Regions from separate parts of the Rattus norvegicus genome. Here region 1 is linked to region 2. Evidence: chromatin contacts called from public Hi-C data. All regions are on one chromosome and are shown on one strand. The core of a region is the stretch at or near the end of the contact, and the rest is flanking DNA. Distances in the headings are between cores, read along the strand shown.

The links. Hi-C and Micro-C count contacts between places; a contact is called where the count stands out from the background.
Region 1: a contact with region 2 is called in a Hi-C map of Schwann cells, with 1.8 times the contacts expected there. The contact joins the promoter of Fam98c here to the enhancer-like site in region 2.

Annotation. Positions count from the first base shown.
Region 1 is chr1:93,582,313-93,585,148 of GRCr8, forward strand. Fam98c (family with sequence similarity 98, member C) reads right to left here and starts at 1,519. Exons shown (of 8, transcript NM_001198584.1): 1 at 1,452-1,519; 2 at 1,208-1,353; 3 at 998-1,132; 4 at 480-685; 5 at 1-34. The coding sequence starts at 1,492. All of the region lies in intron 1 of LOC103689966 (MARCKS-related protein-like), which reads left to right.
Region 2 is chr1:93,478,319-93,481,024 of GRCr8, forward strand. It overlaps Ryr1 (ryanodine receptor 1), which reads right to left. Exons shown (of 106, transcript NM_001419537.1): 64 at 1,869-1,950; 65 at 1,240-1,370. The region is part of intron 1 of LOC103689966 (MARCKS-related protein-like); the gene reads left to right. Among named protein-coding and RNA genes, the nearest start is that of Ryr1, 72 kb to the right of the region's middle. Within about 2 kb of position 1,288, at least 6 of the 93 cell types and tissues checked have an H3K27ac peak or open chromatin away from gene starts, as enhancers often do. A contact at or near this core is called in Schwann cells, where this site is marked.

The DNA of each region.
Region 1 (2,836 bases), core at 269-2,768, 100 kb after region 2:
ACTCTGGGGGCAGGGCAGGCAGCAGCTCAGAGATCTGGGGGGAGAATCATTGGAAGCCAGTGAGACACAAACAGGATGGATGTTTTCAAGGGGTCTAGTTTCCCCTCAGCCGTGTGAACCCAGGTCTCAGAGGCATTAATAGGAGGGCCTAGCCCCTCTGGACAGTGCTGTCCCTTTGTAGTTGGGCCTGGCTGCACAAAAGAGATAAGCTGACCAAGCCAGAAGGCATGAGCTAGTAAACGGCGTTCCTGCATGGTCGGCTTGAGGCTTGAGTTCCTGCCTTGGGTTCCTTCAATGATGGGCTGTAACTTGTAAAGGGAAACACACCGTTTCCTCCCCGAGATGGCTTTGGTCAGTGTTTTATCACAGCAAAAGCGAATTAGAAAGAATGGTCCCTGTGGTTGGGTCATACTTTCTAGCGCTGGTTTGGGGTCCTCTCCACAAGTAAGGTACCTCAAGAGGGGTCTCTGTCTCTCTACCTTGTCATGAAACTCCCGAAGTAGCTGGCTAGCCAGGGTTCCACGCAGGGGTCTAGGTAGCCCCAGGGCTTTAAGAGTTAGCATCAGTTCCTGAACCACGTCATTTCCCTCCTTCGTGCCTTCTCCAAAGGACGGCACAGGGCTAGGATCACGCTGGAGCTTTAGATGCAAGAGGCGAGCAGCCTGGAGCTCAGAGCAAAGAAACCCTAGAAATAGGAGTAGGTCAATGCCCAACCAGAACCTTGGCCCCTCCCCCAGAGTAAGCCTCATCCGCTTACACTGGAGGGTGTGAGTCCACTTCAGAACCAACCGACTGGCGTTTAACTCAACGCATTAAAGCTTTCAGAGGCCCTAGTCAGAATTCTAACCCAGCCCGAACCAGTCTCTCTAGCTGTGGCCTTCAAGCTCAGCACAAAGCTTTGGCCACGCCCCTGAGAGTCCAGTCTCAGAGTGCGAGCCCGCCCCCTTCAGGGGCCCCGCCCACCGCCGCCTCCCCCGCGCCTTTCCGGCTTGCTCACGCAGCAGGCGCAGGCCGCCACCGGGCTCCCGCAGCATGGTGGCGCAGTCTCCGCCGCAGAGCGCGCGATCCGGGCAGTGCAACGCCCGCAGCAGGCCAGCCAACTGCCGCAGGAACTCTTCCTCTGCGTCCGGGCCTGCGGGAGGAAGAAGCCATCAGGGAGCAGCGGGTTCCGCGGCTCCACCCGCCGTCCACCCAGCATTTCACGCACCGTGGCCGGCGCCGAGAACCGCGGTGCCCTCCTCTCGCCGCTCCACAGCTCCCAGAGTCGTCAGCTCCGCCGCCAGTCGCGCGCACAGCGCCCTGAAGTCCGCACACGCGGGGCCCCGAGACGCCCCCTCTGGGAGGGCATCGTACCTGCGGCGGGGCGCGCGTCAGTGCGAGTCCCTCTGCTTCCGCGTATCCAGGAGAGTGCGCCCTTCCCGTGCCCCAGGCCAAACCGCAAAATCCCTTACCCCAGTGTCAGCAGGTCACTGGCTACCGCGGCCCCATCCATAGCAACTCCGCCTGCGACCCCGTGAGCGCGCCCCCTTCCGCCTGAGACAGGCTCCGCCCCCTCCTCTCTCCGCCTCCTCCCGCTCCCCCGTCTTTATCCAATCACATTCTCGTGCGAAGGCGCTTCGGCGCTCCTATTAGCTTGGTGCGCGCCACGCGCGACCTTCATGTAACTTGTCCAGGGTTGTAAATATTACAGCTTGAGGTTTGGATCCCCGAGGTCGCAAGAGACTTGAGTGTCCCTACTGTCGGGCACGTAAAAGCAAAAGGCAACTTGTTTACCTCTCCCCTCTGCTTTTTTACATTTAAATGTTTTGGAGGCAGGGTCTCGATGTATACATATATGTAGCTCGGGCTGGCCTCTTGGTCCTGCTTTTTCCTTCGGTTTGCTGGTTGACAGGCATGTGACACGCCCAGCTGCCTTTTGGTTTTAGTGCACCCCGTCCAATTTGTTTCCTTTTCTTCCACTTTAGGATTAGACTATCAGCACACCTTCACATCCACTCTCCCACCACAGCCAGGCCCTCCTTCCATCTCACAGTGGGTTCCAATGCTAGCCATCCTCTCTGCCTTTGTAGGCAGAGGAAGCAGATGCCATTAAGAGACTACATCCTGGGGGAGAGGCAAGCCGATGGGACTGGACTTTATTTGCCAGCTCATGTTCTTGCCAAACTGGTTTTCGATTGGGGTCCAAGGGCAATATATACTTTTAAATTTATTTTATGTGCATGAATGTTTGTGTGTGTGTGTGTGTGTGTGTGTGAGTGTGTACACACTCACATGCGCACCCGTACACCTTGTGCCCACAGAAACTAGTCTTACGGTCCCTTGCAACTGGAGTTCCAAGCGGTTATAAACCATCATATGGGTGCTGGGAACCAAACCCAAGTCTTCTGCAAGAACCAGTGCTTTCTTAACCACTGAGCTACCTCTCCAGCCATTAATAAATTAAATGGAGTCTGATCTCACTGTCTAAGACCCTCCCAGCCTCCCAAGGTCTAGGACTACAGGCTTGTGTCACACCCACTCTTTCACTCATTCTTTTTTTTTTTTTTTTTTGGTTCTTTTTTTTTTTCCCCCCCCCGGAGCTGGGGACCGAACCCAGGGCCTTGCGCTTCCTAGGCAAGCGCTCTACCACTGAGCTAAATCCCCAACCCCTCTTTCACTCATTCTTAAAGGTGTCTGTGAGGATTATAGTCCTTATGTTAAGGTGCTTAAAAGGGCTTGATGCATCCATTCTCGGTTAACAAGCCAGGTTGTGGTGGCATACGCTTTTAATCACAGAACTAGGGAGGCAGAGGCAGGTTTGGTCTATAGAGTGAGTTCCAGGACAGCCAGGGCTATA
Region 2 (2,706 bases), core at 38-2,537:
CTAGAAGAGTCTCCAAAAGACCCTCCCTCCCATCTCACCTTCCAACCCAGGTACCTTTCACGGCCTCCCACTGAAATCGTGACCCCCAAGTACTTTACCTCTCCACACTTATTAACCCCTAAAGTCAAATGCAAGATTTGACTCCAACCCCAAAAGATACCCCTGGTATGGAACTTGGTCTCACTATGTAGACCAGGCTGGCCTTGAACTCACTATGTAGACCAGGTTGGCCTTGAACTCACAGAGATCCACCAGCCTCTGCCTCCTGAGTCAGAGGAGTAAGGGTATATGACATCATGCCTGGAATGACGTGGGACTTCCACACTGAACTTCTGAGGCAAAAATCCCAACTTTTTGTCCAGATGGGGTCAAGTGCAAGCCTTGAGCCCTAAACACCTCCATTCCTAAAATCACCTGAACTCTCGGTATGTTATGTGGCAAGCTGGAAAAAGTGCTTTCCAATCCTGGTGGGCCTCATGACAGTACCTCCCATCTCAGTCCCCAGAGTGCTCAGAGGAAAGGCCTGGGCTAGTTCCACCATCTGGAGCCTTCAGTTTTAGGTCTCAGATCTCTAGACTCCGGTTTTGTCTCTGGAAACCCACAGTCCATCACCCACTGTTCCATTCTGTGGACTGGAAGTGAGCCATTTATTCTTTTTTTGTTTTGAAGGGGGTGGGGTGCTGAGTCTCATGTAGTCCAGGGTGGCCTTGAACTTTCTAAGGAGTGGAGATGGCCCTGAAGAAGGCCCTTCAGTATCTTACCTTCCAGATTTTGGGGTCCAAGCTCATGCCACCCTACCCACCTCGGTTTGGGGAGCCCAGCATGACTAAGGACAAGTCTCCTGACTATTCTCTGAACCCCACTCCTGGTTCTAACCCCAAGATTGAGAATACAGGATGTCTTCCTGTGGCTTGTGTGGCCACCACCTCTGAGTCTTGCCCCTAATTGTGAATGAAAAGTATTCATGAAGGCACTTGCCTCCCTGAGCTTCACGTTACCAACTCCATAACACGCCTCATAGCGCCTAACTTCATCTCTGACCCCCCCCAATCCTCCCAGTGGAGTGGCTTCGGATGGCCCCTTACAGCATGGCCTGAACCCCTCAAGGTCTGGCCGTTGTGGAACACTATTTCCTGGAGAATTCTCAGCCCCTCACAGCCCAGATTTAGGGAGCACTCCACGCTGAACGTGGCTCTCCTGTGACCCTGACAGCTAGCTGCCCCAGTCCACGCAACTCACTGGCCCGCTCTCGAGGAGACTTGGTGGTGTAGACAGAGCAGGCGTTGTATTCATTCAGCTCAGGCTCCAGGAATGCCACTGGCATGGCTGCGGCCAGGCGGGCCAGGCATTCCCCCAGGGCTGGCCGCAGCCTGGAAAGAGAGCAGCAGTTATTTTCCAAGAGCCCCTCCATAGTCTTGAGCTCCATCCCCATTCTGCACAGGAGCGCCCCTACTGGTCCGCTCTGGAGCAGAGTTGCAGGCGCCGCTCTCGTGTGCCCTTCTCTGTGTGCCTGACAAAGACTTGTATGCAGACTGAAATGTTCCTCTCTCGTGATCCCCAGCGAGCTGCTGCCCCGTTTCTGCACGTCTCCTACCAGGTCAAGCTTGTTCCCCAGAGAAGCCACTCAAGCATCCTTAGTCTGATCCCGCTCTCCCAGATCCCACAGCCTCTGTTTCTCTGCCTGGCCTTTGCAATTTGCGCCCTCTCTTGGCTTCTGGCGCGAACTTCAGCTACCCTAGTTTAGTGGCAAGTTCAAGATTTTACCTTGTCCGGCTTTGCACCCCCATTCCACTTCACATGTCCTCTCCTTTCACCCCATCGCCTCTAAGTGCCTATATAAACCCAATAATCTGTCCCGTTTTTCTTACTTTTCCACGTAGGGGTTCCTGGTGGTTCCCAGAGAGTAGATACTGCATAGTGTTCGGTAGCAAGAAACTTGAACGTCATCCACTGAAGAGAAGAGAGAGAGAGGGTCTGGGCTGTGCCCACCATGCCAGCTCACCCCTTACCACCTTCTCTGTCCCCACATGGCTGGAAGGTAACAGATAAAGCTGTACAGCTCCCTGCCATTTATCATTTATGCTTTGCAACTCAGCCGAGACCAGCTCTCTTTCAGCCTCAGGTTCCCTATCTGCACAGTGGGATTATTGTAGTACCTTCCGCACAGGGTAGGAATTGTTGCTGTTGTTTGAATTGTATGTGGGGGGGTGGAACATGGCACCTCACACGTGCTAGGCAAGTGTTCTACCACTGGACCACACCCGATTCTCAGTTAAATTAATTCTTGAAAAGTAATTAGAGAAGAGGACACAGGCTGCACAGTGGTGGCACACATTTTTAATCCCAGGACGTACGTGCTACGATGCCAGGGGCGGGGGGTGGGGTAGGGAGGAGGTAAGTGGCTCTCTGAGTTACAGGTTAGCCTGGTCTACAGAGTGAGTCCCAGGACAGCCAGGGCTACACAGAAAGACCCTGTCTCAAAAACAAAACCAAACAAGACAAAACAACAAAACCAAAACAACCCAAAACACAAACAAACAAAAACAAAGAAGAAAGGAGGATGGGGGAGGGGGACGGGGGAGTGTTTACTAAATGGGAGGAGCTTGCTAAAGGGGAGGGGCTTGCTAAAGAGGAGGGGCTTATTTTCCCTCCGATCTCTTTGATAAACATTTCTTCCATGTGTGCATGGTTTCAGGCAGCCCACAA